Linked DNA regions of Bos taurus: region 2 is linked to region 1. A link is a contact called in public Hi-C data. All regions are on one chromosome and are shown on one strand. The core of a region is the stretch at or near the end of the contact, and the rest is flanking DNA. Distances in the headings are between cores, read along the strand shown. Region 1 overlaps DHRS3 (dehydrogenase/reductase 3). Region 2 overlaps VPS13D (vacuolar protein sorting 13 homolog D).

What was found. Hi-C and Micro-C count contacts between places; a contact is called where the count stands out from the background.
Region 2: a contact with region 1 is called in a Hi-C map of liver, with 2.0 times the contacts expected there. The contact joins two enhancer-like sites. A contact is called at or near these places in 2 of 11 Hi-C or Micro-C datasets (liver and skeletal muscle).

Annotation. Positions count from the first base shown.
Region 1 is chr16:41,117,529-41,123,598 of ARS-UCD2.0, forward strand. All of the region lies in intron 2 of DHRS3 (dehydrogenase/reductase 3), which reads left to right. Among named protein-coding and RNA genes, the nearest start is that of DHRS3, 10 kb to the left of the region's middle. Within about 2 kb of position 3,308, at least 12 of the 102 cell types and tissues checked have an H3K27ac peak or open chromatin away from gene starts, as enhancers often do. A contact at or near this core is called in liver, where this site is marked.
Region 2 is chr16:41,310,728-41,316,797 of ARS-UCD2.0, forward strand. The region is part of intron 61 of VPS13D (vacuolar protein sorting 13 homolog D); the gene reads right to left. Among named protein-coding and RNA genes, the nearest start is that of TRNAG-CCC, 95 kb to the right of the region's middle. Within about 2 kb of position 3,899, at least 18 of the 102 cell types and tissues checked have an H3K27ac peak or open chromatin away from gene starts, as enhancers often do. A contact at or near this core is called in liver, where this site is marked.

The DNA.
Region 1 (6,070 bases), core at 2,058-4,557:
ACTTCCCTGGTGGTCTGGTGGTTAAGACTCCGTGCTTCCACTGCAGGGTGCACGACCTGGTCTAGGACGTAAGATCCCCTGTGCTACACGGCACAGCCAAAGATAATTTTTAAAAAATTATAATTAAAATTCACAAAATTTTTTTTAAATGCCAAATACCAGAATAGTTTAACAAATGAGTGGTTGGTGGGAACTCGTTCATTCATTCCACAAGTCTGTGGTGCACCCTATGTGTGCCCAGCACTGTTCTAGGCATAGAGATACGGCAGCGGTGAGCAAAGCAGACACCAGTCCCCACCCGAGTGGAGTCGGCAGTTTGGTGAGGGAGACAGATAAAAACAGGATACAGAAAACAGCCCGTTACATCACAGTAAGGAGGAAACAAATGAGGTCCAGTGACAGGCCTGACGGGAATGGAGGGAGCAGCGTTCCAGGTAGAGGGAAGAGACAGACAAAGAAATGTACCTGGGATATCTGGGGAGCTGGGAGGGGGCCACTGTGGCTGAAGCAGAGTGAGTAATGAGGGCTGCAGTGTAGGGGGCAGGGGATGGGCCAGTAATGGGGGGTCAGGGAGCAGAACAGGAAGGGGTGGGGTGGGAGAGCAGGGCAGGAGACTGGGAGCAGGGCAGGGGGCGAGCTGGGGGAGCAGGGCAGGGCAGGTAGGGCCAGCAGTCTCTAGAACCGGCTCTGGCTTTGGCTCCAAGTGAAGCTGGGAGCTGTTGTTCTGCAAAGGGAAGTAGAAGTGACAGGATCTAACCCAAGTCACTTAGGGCCAGGTCACTTAGGGAGGTGGGGTGGGGGGGTGGAGGGGGTGGCAGGCCAAGGGCAGGAGAGGGGTTGGGGTGCTTCTTGGGCTCCTCTAAGTACTTGAGACCAGACTTGCCTGGCTCCCTTCTGAGGGCATTCTAAAGCTTGAGTCTGCTCTCAGCTTGGTGCTTGGATCTGAGAAGACACTGCTGTTGATATCTTTAGTCCAGTGGAAGTATGTGGGCTGAAGGGAGATCTGGGTAGGCTGGTGTACCTCTGGAGGGATGGGTGCGAGTCTTCCGGGATCCAGGCCTCAGAGTCTGCTGGGGAGACCTCCGCTCAGCAAGCCATGATCTGTGCTTGCGGATGCCTGGGGTGAAAAATGGTGACACGGCTCTTGGGGAACTGTGACTATGTCAAATTCATTCCTCGATTTAGGCAGCTGGGCTTAGGGCTGCCACAGGGAGCCACATTAACAAGGTTTTCTCTGGTGGCACTTACGTCCTGGTGTGATGATCATCTCCAATAAAGCCCCTGATGCTCTGGAAAGAGGAGTCAGCTTCAGTAAGATGACTTTAATGGCAACAGAAATTTAACTCCCTCTGCAAAGAAAATGAAAGCAACTGTATTGGTGCCCTGAGCAAAGGAGACACTTTTCAGTTCTACTATGTCAAGGGAGCCCAGGAGCATTGTAGGCAGTATCGGTCAACACTTTGAGAAGGTCCTTGAGCAACTGGGGGGCACCCAGGGAGCAGGCTCCAAATGACAAGGACCAGAAGCCATGACTTAGGTGGGATGGCCAATCCAGAAGCATTTGGTTGACTGCTTCAGGGGCTGGAGACAGTATCAGCTGCCTTCCAGGTGGATGGAGGTCCACACGAGGCTGGGGCCCGGGAGCACCTTCCCACCCTCTGGAGCTTTTCTGGGGTCAGCAGGCTGCAGTGAGGGAACTGTGGATTCTTGCATCAGGAGAGGTTGGGTTCTGGATGATCACCTGGGTCCCTTCCACCCCATTGATTCTGTGAACCATTGTTACTAGAGTGATGTCAGTGACCCAGACAGAGTCAGGGGCCACAAGGAAGAGAGGCCACCAGCTTCAATCGACCAATGCTCAAAAATTAAAAGAAGACAGCCCTTCTCAGCCTGACCTCAGCAGAGTCCTTCAGGGGCTGGGTCATTCCTTTGGTGGGGTTTTTCCAGGATGCTGGAGAGAGAAGAGGAGGAGTAGGAAGGTGCAGGCCTGTGTTCACATCCTTCATTCTGGCCATCAGTCATAACTTAGACCCGAAATGGATGCTGAGGGCTTCCTTGGGCTCCCCAGACAGCTTGAGACATTGGTGCATACCCTGTGTGACTGTGGTGGCCTACAGGATTGACTCCACAGGGCTTTTTCACATTCATTGTCCTGTCTAGGCCCAGAGGCAGGTGTGATCAGCAACCCACTGCTTTTCTTCTTTTCTTTTTTCCAATTAAAAAATAATTTTTAAATTTTTATATCCTTTTTAAACGTTACTTTCCATTGACCATTACTGCAAAATGTTGGCTGTATTCCCCGTGTTATACAGTACATTCTTGAGCCTGCCTTATACCCAATAGCGTGTACCTCCCCTCCCCCATCCTTATATTGCTGCTCCCACCCAGTGGTAACCACTCATTTGTTCTCTATATCTGTGAGTCTGCTTTTTGCTGTTATATTCACTAGTTTGTTGTGTTTTTTAGATCCCACATGTAAGTGATATCATATAGTGTGTGTCTTTCTCTGACTTATTTGACTTTGCATAATGCCCTCCAAGTGAGAACATTTCATTCTTTTTTATGACTGAGTAATATTCCAGCGTGTGTGTGTGTGTGTGTGTGTGTGTGTGTGTGTGTAGATATGGATATAGATATACACCACATCTTCATCCACTCCTCTGTTTATGGACACTGAGGTTGCTTCTGTATCATGGCAATCGTAAATAACACTGTTATGAATATTGGGGTGCATGTACCTTTTCGAATTAGTGTCCTTGATTTTTTTTCCCCAGATATATACCCAGGAGGGGAATTGCTGACTGATAGGGCACCCCACTCCAGTACTCTTGCCTGGAAAATCCCATGGATAGAGGAGCCTGATCGGCTGCAGTCCATGGGGTTGCGAAGAGTCGGACACGACTGAGCGACTTGACTTTCACTTTTCATTTTCATGCATTGGAGAAGGAAATGGCAACCCACTCCAGTGTTCTTGCCTGGAGAATCCCAGGGACAGGGGAGCCTGGTGGGCTGCCGTCTATGGGGTCGCACAGAGTCGGACATGACTGAAGCGATTTAGCAGCAGCAGCAGCAGCAGGGTAGTTCTATTTTTAGTTTTTTGGGAAACCTCCATCCTGTTTTCCACAATGGCCATCAGCAAGTGAAGTGAGTTGCCCTGGATGGTTGGCCTAAGGCAGATTTCAAACCCAGGATTTTAGCTTCAACACTAGGCCCTTTCCCTCTGGGTCAAATATTATCAGCCTGGCCCAGCCCACCCCAGTCAGGGTTATGGAGAGGTCAAGAGACAAGCTGTTCAATAATGGGAACTACCTAGTACACAGACGGTTCTGGAAAGAGAATTGATGAGCAGTCCAGGAGTCAACAGGATGTACTTAAGTTTGACCTCACCAAAACATTTTTTTAAGCACTGAGCAGCAGTATTTGCATACAATGAGTGGGTTACTTGCCAAAGTATTAAGGTAGTCATTGGTTATCAGGGTTTGCTTTGAACACGTAACTGATAAGCAGGAAAGCAGCACAGTTGTATTTCATGCATTTACAGCCAGGGTGGCACCTCTAGCTGGAAGCCAACTTTGAGGAATGAGTGAGTGCCGGCTTCTTCCATCTAAACTCGAGGTCACCCAGCTGGATCCTCCCAAGTGACCTAGAGCTCTGATAATTCAGAGAAGGGAGAGATCACTGTAAATTAAGGAAATCTCAGAAGACTTCTTGAAGGAGGTGGCAACTAAAGGGTTTGCAGTAAGTCTTAAACTTTTGCTGGTTGTGGAGCCCTTTGAGAATCTGGAGAAAGTAATATAAACCCAGTCTGAAGAAGAATGCACAAAGAGACAAATTTTTATACTTTTAAGAGATCATTGGGTCCCCCTGATGCCTGTTCCAGACACCAGGTTAAGAACCTCTGGACTGGATCCAATCAAAACCCATCCAACAACTTGAGGCTCTGATTCAGGGCCCAGAACTGGAGCCTATGTCAGAGGCAGGAGACTCTGGAGTACTGCAACCCAAAGCCAAGGTCAAGCCAGAGTGGACAATACAGATCTGTGGCCCGGTAATACTTAATGCCAACAAGAGTCAGCCTGGCAAAGGTCACTGGGCTCAAGCTTTCCTGACTGTGTTGGCCACATCCTGTTTTGGGGAAGTCGATCTTGAAACCCCTTTTCAGTAGCCTTTCAAGGAAGGGGCTAAGAAAGCACTTTGAGCAATGAACCATATGATTATTTTGTCCACATTGAAACATACTCCTGGGAAGTGCTTACAGATACCTGTCTGCATTTCAGTCTTCTACAGAGCTCTGGGCCATCTGAACCCCAGCAGCCTCAAGGCAGACCCCAACACCAGTTGAGGTTTTAGGACCGAGTTTTCAAACTGGGTTCCAAAGCACCCAAGGGATTCCAAGAAGGTGGGACCCCATGGGAGGTGGAGCAGATGGGGTTCCCAGGGGTCCTCATCTCCGTTTAACTCACTCAGCTTCCTTAGGTCTTGTAGCTTAGAATTCTGTGTGAGATTTTTGTGTGTATTTTGAAAGGATGCCATTACTTAGAAGGAAAACATAAGGCTTGAAAGGAACTATTCCGGGAAGTTACTTAGGACACACTTCTCTTGTTGTTCAGTCGCTAAGTCCTGCCTGACTCTGCACCCCCATGGACTACAGCACGCCAGGCTCCCCTGTCCTTCACTGTCTCCCGGGGTTTGCTCAGATTCATGTCCATTGAGTCGGTGATGCTATCTAATCATCTCATCCTCTGCCTCTCCCTTCTCCTTTTGCCTTCAATCTTTCCAAGCATCAGGGTCTTTTCTCTTAGCTGCTCCTTACTTGGAGCTTCATTGGAAGCTCAGCTGGTAAAGAATATGCCTGCAATGCAGGAGACCCCAGTTCAATTCCTGAGTTGGGAAGATTGGCTAGAGAAGGGATAGGCTACCCACTCCAGTATTCTTGGGCTTCCCTGGTGGCTCAGATGGTAAAGAATCCACCCACAATGTGGGAGACCTGGGTTCAATCCCTGGGTTGGGAAGATCCCCTGGAGTAGGGAACAGCTACCCACTCCAGTATAATGGGAATCTGCCATGTGTCATTTCATTGGGCCCTCAACTTTGGGTTCTTTACTCCAAGGTGAAGAAGCATGCCTTTCTAGCTTGTGCCTTTGCCCCTCAAGGGAGGGTTCCCTCTTCTCGCCCAGGCATATGGAACCCCAGGCCCTGCTCAGCCCTCAACCAGGCCCCCCACACCACCACTAAGCAACCCAGGAGCTAGAAGCCCTAATTACTCCACCAGGACTGAGCCAGCCTCCGAAGGGAACCCAGCCCACATTCAGCTCCCAGCCTGGGGGAATGCGACTTGGCCACTCCAGCCCCAAAGCCAAGGACTGGCCCGTGGACAGTGTCACAGCTGCTGAGGTCTTTCAAGTTGTGGAGACCAGCCCACTGGCCAGAGCACTCTTGCCATTCATGATGCTAGCCAGGGCTGCTGGGAGCCAGTTCCTAATCCTTTAAATCCTAGGAAGCCTCCCAGCAACCTGCTGTGTGACCTTGGGTAATAACCATCTCTCTGGGCTTCCCCCATCTGAAAAACGAAAGTATGAAGATTCCGTGAAATAATATATGTAAACCTCCTAGTTCAGCACCAGAGGTTTTGCAAGAAATGATGGCTCCTTCTGGTTGGCATGGGGGCGGAGAGAAAGCGGACACCCCCAGCCCTGGCTTGTTGGCCCAAGTGCTCTGCTGGGCACAGAGGCAAAGAGCCCGCTGGCCAGACTCAGTCTGGTTCTGGGAGTCGGCAGGAAAGGGAGAAATTTGCTCCTGTCACAGAAGCCCTTGGGAATTTTAGCTCTTGACCCTTTCTAGAAGTCAGTAAGAATGAATCACTCTTCCTCAGGGAGGGCTCAGAGCCTGGCATCGTCCCTCATACTGGAGGCCCCTTTCCTCGTGTTCAAGGGCTGGTCCAATACAGGCCCCTCTCCAGTCCAGGCACAGAGGCTGGTCAAAGGCCGGGCCTCTGCTCTGGTCCTGGCTGCCCACTCCGCAGACAGCCACCCAGCTTCCCCATTAGTCATCTTCACCTCTGTGTCCAAGT
Region 2 (6,070 bases), core at 2,649-5,148, 190 kb after region 1:
TCTGTTTCCATCTTTATAAGGTTTGGTATAGTCCTTCAGCAGTCTCAACTGAAAACCAATTCCATCCCTCCACTTTTAATCTCCCCAGCACCATAAAACTGCTAAAAGATCTATTTAGTTAGCCTCTTGACTGCTGTTTTTTGCTTAGCTTCTCCTAGACTACTTAGAAATTGGCATCTGCTTCAAGAAATAAACAGCTCAAGACTATTGGGGTCCTTGTTCTGCCTGTCCCTTCTGTGTAAGATATGAGCCCCTCCACACCTATGGTCAATTAATCTTCAACAAAGAAGGCAAGAATATACAATGGAAAAAAGACAGTCTCCTCAGCAAGTGGTGTTGGGAAAGCTGGACAGTCGCATGTAAATCAATGAAGTTAGAACACTCCCTCACACCATACACAAAAATAAACTCAAAGTGGCTTAGAGACTTAAATATAAGACATGTCACCATAAAACTCCTAGAAGAGAACATAGGCAAAACATTCTCTGACATAAATCGTAGCAATGTTTTCTTAGGTCAGTCTCCCAAGGCAATGGAAATAAAAGCAAAAATAAATAAATGGGACCTAATCAAACTTGCACAGCAAAATAAACCATCAATAAAATGAAAAGACAACCTATGGGCTGGGAGAAAATACTTGCAAACAATGAGACCAACAAGGGCTTAATTTCCAAAATATTCAAACAGCTCATACAACTCAATAACAAAAAAGCAAGCAACCCAATCAGAAAATGGGCAGAAGACCCAAACAGACATTTATCCAGAGAAGACATACAGATGGGCAACAAGCACATGAAAAGATGCTCAACATCACTAATTATTAGAGAAATGCAAATCCAAACTATAATGAGATACCACCTCACACCAGTCAGAATGGCAATCATTAAAAAGTCGATAAACAATAAATGCTAGAGAGGGTGTAGAGAAAAGGGAACCCTCCTGCACTGTTGGTGGGAATGCAAATTTGTGCAGCCACTATGGAGAAGAGTACATGGAGGTTCTTTAAAAAACTGAAAATAGAGTTTTAGTTTTTTGATCCATATGATCCAGCTATCCTACTCCTGGGCATATATCCAGAGAAAACTCATTGAAAAGGATACATGCACACCAATGTTCACAGCAGCACTGTTTACAATAGTCAAGACATGGAAGCAACCTAAATATCCATTGACAGATGAATTGATAAAGATATATATATATACACACACACACACATACAATGGAATACTACTCAGCTATAAAAAAAAATTCAATCTGATGCTGGGAAAGATTGAAGGCAGGAGGAGAAGGGGACAACAGAGGACAAGATGGCTGGATGGCATCACTGACTCAATGGGCATGAGTTTGAGCAAGCTCCAGAAGTTGGTGATGGTCAGCAAACCCTGGCGTGCTGCAGCACATGGGGTCGCAAAGAGTCAGACACAACTGAGTGAACAGCAACAATAAAAAATAGAAGAAGACGACGAATGAAATAATGCCATTTGCAGCAACATAGATGGACCTAGAGCTTATCATACTAAGTGAAGTAAATTAGAGAAAGACAAATATCATATGATATCACTTACACATAGAATCTAAAACATGATACAGATGAACTTATTTCCAAAACAGAAACAGACTCAAAGACATAGAAAACAAACTTGTGGTTCTCAAAGGGGAAAGTGGTTGGGGGAGGATAAATTAGGAGTTTGGGATTAGCAGATACAAACTACTACATATAAAACAAATAAACAAGTTTCTACTACATAGCACAAGGAATTATATTCAATATGCCATAATAACCTATAATGGAAAAGAAGATGAAAAAGAATACATATATGTATAACTGAATGACTTTGCTTTACATATGAAACTAACATAGCATTGTAAATCAACTATATGTCAATTAAAAAAAAAAAAAAAGATACAAGGCCCTCAATAACTAACTCTCTTAGTAGCAACGGAGTCTCGCTTTTGCTTGACCAGCCCCATGAGACTGTCTAAAGCTTTACTCCGATTCTCTGACTTTTGAGAGCTGCTTTCTGCTTGACTTCTCTACCTTTCTCAATTAGAATTGTCTCAAAAATAAAACCAGAGTTAATATTTAGCTCACCTGATTGAGTTTCTCTCCTCTCATAAGTTGTGGACCCTCGAGTACTGACTTGGTAACTTTCCAATACCTTCAACAGACTTTTGGGCTTTTTTCTGTCTAGCTTTTCTTGTAGTTCTCAGCTGATTTGGGTCTGCTATAAGCCTGTTAACAATTTCTGGATATAGTCTGTTTTCCAATTATATTTTTATTTAACATGATTGACATTTAAGGATTTTAGAGAGCAGGCCAAGTGCTCTCCTTTTTTAATATAAAAACACTTTTTCATTCATGCTAATAATGTCAATAAATCTCTGATCTGTTTGGAATTTATTCTTATGTAGACTGTGATAACAAATTTAACTTCATATTTTTCCATATCACTATCTGGATAGTCTAATAACATTTTAGAACACCTATATATTCCCCATTGAATTAAAACTGCTTTATATTAAAATCTCATATGCAATGTAGTGGACTTTATACTTCATTTTCTCTTATTTTTTAATCCTTCAGCATGTATCTTCAGAGTCTATCTTAAATTCTTTTGGAATAGGAGTATGCTTAAATGAAATGATATAATTGAAGAAAAACGAGATGCAATTTTTTAAAACCAGAGAGTGGGTTGAAATTCAGATTCAAAAAGAAAAAAGACTGACAAATTCAACAACATAAAGTAAAAAGCTTTTGTATGGTTAAAAAACAATATGCACACCAAAAGCAAAGGAAAAAGACAAGTGAAAAACCTGAGAAAGAATATTTGCAACTTACATCAAAAATAAAACTTCTACAAAGAGCTTCTAAAATTATTAGTGATAAAAGACCAATAAAATTATTTTTAAAATGGACAAGTGATATGACCAGAGAGTTTAGTCCACTAGGTAAAAAATGACCCTTTTCGATAAACATAGGGTTGGGAGAAGAGATGAAACAAACAGAAGAGTCAGAGGAGAACCAGAAAGGACATGGTCAAGAACAGGGCAGTCCATAGTATCGAACATGGCAGAGGGCCTTCCAGAGATAGGACAGGAAAGAGTACCACCGCACTTGGTGCCTTGGGAAGTCACTAGTAGCCTACTAAAAAATTTCAGGATAAAACATTTCGGAGATTAAGAGCATCCTCAAGTTTTAATTCAGCCTAACACTCTACAACAACAAAACAACCCCCAAAGAAACATTAAGTAGGTGGCCTAAACTCCCGTAGCCGATAATTAGTAGGTCGTAGATTTGAGCATGCTCATTTTCACAACTGTGACTATCTGGTAGAAAGCATGAAGACCAGAATAGGGGATTATTTTATTTCTCCTGAAAAACGTTCTGCTCCTCATTCACGCACACCTTGCGCATCCACACGGTGAGTGATGATGAAGTGAGCAGGCCCTATTTTCCCCATTTCTCTGACAAAGAAACTGAGGCCAGCAGGCTTCACCATTTTTCTCAGAACCAAACAATAAATACGCTGGGAAAGCCAGGTACCAACATCAGTTCAGCACTCTGTTTTGGTAATACAACTCTGAGCCTCACTTTCTTCTCAGAGAACAGGAAATGAGATCAAAACAAAGGAGATGGCAAAACGCTTTATACCCCAACTTCCTCACTGCAGCCAAACACTGAAGAACCACAGATGATATTGATACATAGAAGACTTTAATACCTCTACTAAGCTGTCAAAACCTTCATGAGAGACACTATCCCCTTTCTGAGTGGCTAACACACTTTGTCTGAACCAAGGAAATATTCTGGCCTTTGAGTAAAATGTAATCTTTATCTGGTACTGCTGTGGGGCCTCCCACAGTGGAGAAAGCTGCTCTGTGGCACACTGGTATGAGTTACTCTGCCACCTTCAGGTCACTCTGGCGAGTCAAAGCACAGGAGACTGGAGGGCAAGAGCCCATCGGGGCTTTTTCTTGCAGTAACTAAATGACTAATCAAATACAGTAGTGTACAAAGTTGATGCTTATTTACTCAAGTAGCAGACAGTTTCCCGTTATAAAATGGACACTGGAGAAGGCAATCTGTGCTCATAAGTTCCTCATAAAAATAGGAAACTGTCCATTCCTACCTTCGCCAGACCCAAAAAAAAAAAAAACCTGCTGAAGTCTTGCAGGAACTTTAGAGTTAAAGAAGAAATACCTGTCCATATGCCATAAGGTCTCAGATGACAAGCAAGTCCCTGGGCCACGTCCTTTCCTTTCTCAGTTTATCCTGCACTAAACCAAACTGTCTGGAATTCATTCTTTAAAGGTTTATTTATGGTACACAGAGACTGTTTATGTGAAGCAGGGTATTTACCCATTTTCCTCTTGGGACCATGTTTAAAAACTACAGGGATATTTCCCTCTCTGGCACTTTCTGAAATACAATTAACAATACTGGATCTTTTTTCCTTTTAACAAATCTGGTTTTTATTTAGGGAGGGGAGGAAAAAAGTAAAGGGTCTGAAGTTTCCCAACAAATTATTTCAAGCCTTTGAGAAGACAGTTTTAGGCTTTTTAAATAGTGTCTTTGTTTGAAATTCCCCCTTACCCCCACCCTCTTGCTCTCTGACCATTAAAATGTGGGTTTTCTTCCAAACTAGATTGCTCAATTAAAGCCCTTCTTTTGTAATACCCCAATGCTTTAAATGGGAAAAGGACTGCTGTAGGCCACCTTGTGAAACCTTTTAAAGGTTCCTGGACTCTTTTGATCTTAAAAAAAAAAAAAAGGCGAAAGAACACATAAACTACCTGGCATTTTCCATATCACTCTGCTGCTCTCTAACATGCAAACTCGGAAGAATAATGGAGAATGGGGGGTGGGGAATGCCCTGCTCTCCTTTCTGCATTTGTGAGATGGAGCTATTATCTCCCCCTTCTTCCATCGCAGAGCAAGGAATCCAATCGAGATAGCACCTGTGAGACTGCTCTGAGTCCTCTGAACAGACACTCTATCTGGCAATAATGTACCCTCACTGTAAACCTGGAGAGACTTCCCTCTGAGACTTCTGACAGCCTCATTTCTGGTCTGGAGTCAAGAGAATCAAGATAATTATTCCTTCAATACCAAAGACCTTTTAGTCAGACTCTCATGATTCCTGCTCTGGGACGGTACTCCATTCTTTTAGCCGTTATCTAGTCATCTCAAAGAGAGGATTGCACTTCCCAAGAGCTGCTCATCAAGGGATATTACTCTGTTAGAAAACTCTTTGAATAAATGACATTATTTTATGGGTCCCAGACTCCATGAGGAGAACTCAAGACACAGTGAAATGGTGACTTCCACAAGCTGAGGATTTAATATTGATGTCCCAATTCCCACCGCCTGGTGTGAGACATTAACGTACCACATTCAGGGTGTCCCCTGCCCACACCTCATAACTTTGGCCTTCAGTATAGTGTCAAATGAAACATTAGACCTCGATGATTCCTAGTTTATTGCATCCAAAGCAAACTGGTGAGCGTCAATACCCTGGAACTTGGGGTCTGGAGTCACTTCAACTGGAGAAAATCACACGGCATTTGTCAGTCTTGGGGGAAGTTTTCTACTGGGAACAGTTAGGTGTCTGTGTTTCTTAGTAAGATGATTTAAAAAACAAGAAGTCCTTAACTCTCAGGAAATAGTTGACATTGGTTTGCTGGGCGAGTGCCAAGTGTTCTGGGGGAATATATACTTTATCAAACAAACCCATTCCGAAGGGTCACATAAGTCAAGTGGATACTTGTGAATATGAGCAAGATAGTGGTTTTCCCACGGTTTTTCCCCCACTCCCATGCTGATTATAAGTATCTTCAGTCTCCTGGGGAACATGAAGTTAAAGCAAATTAAGCCAACAGGACAGTCCATCGAGAAGGCGCTGTTCTCAGGGTGGTTGCAGGAGCTCCTGGTTCCCAACCAGCCCTCCCAACCCACTCACTCCACTTGCTGCCTTAATGAAACTATCACCCTGGTCCTGTCCTGATCCAAACAGGACCTGATGTGGACCAGGCTACTGTCCTATTACCTATTTCTATTTAAGTCTATTTT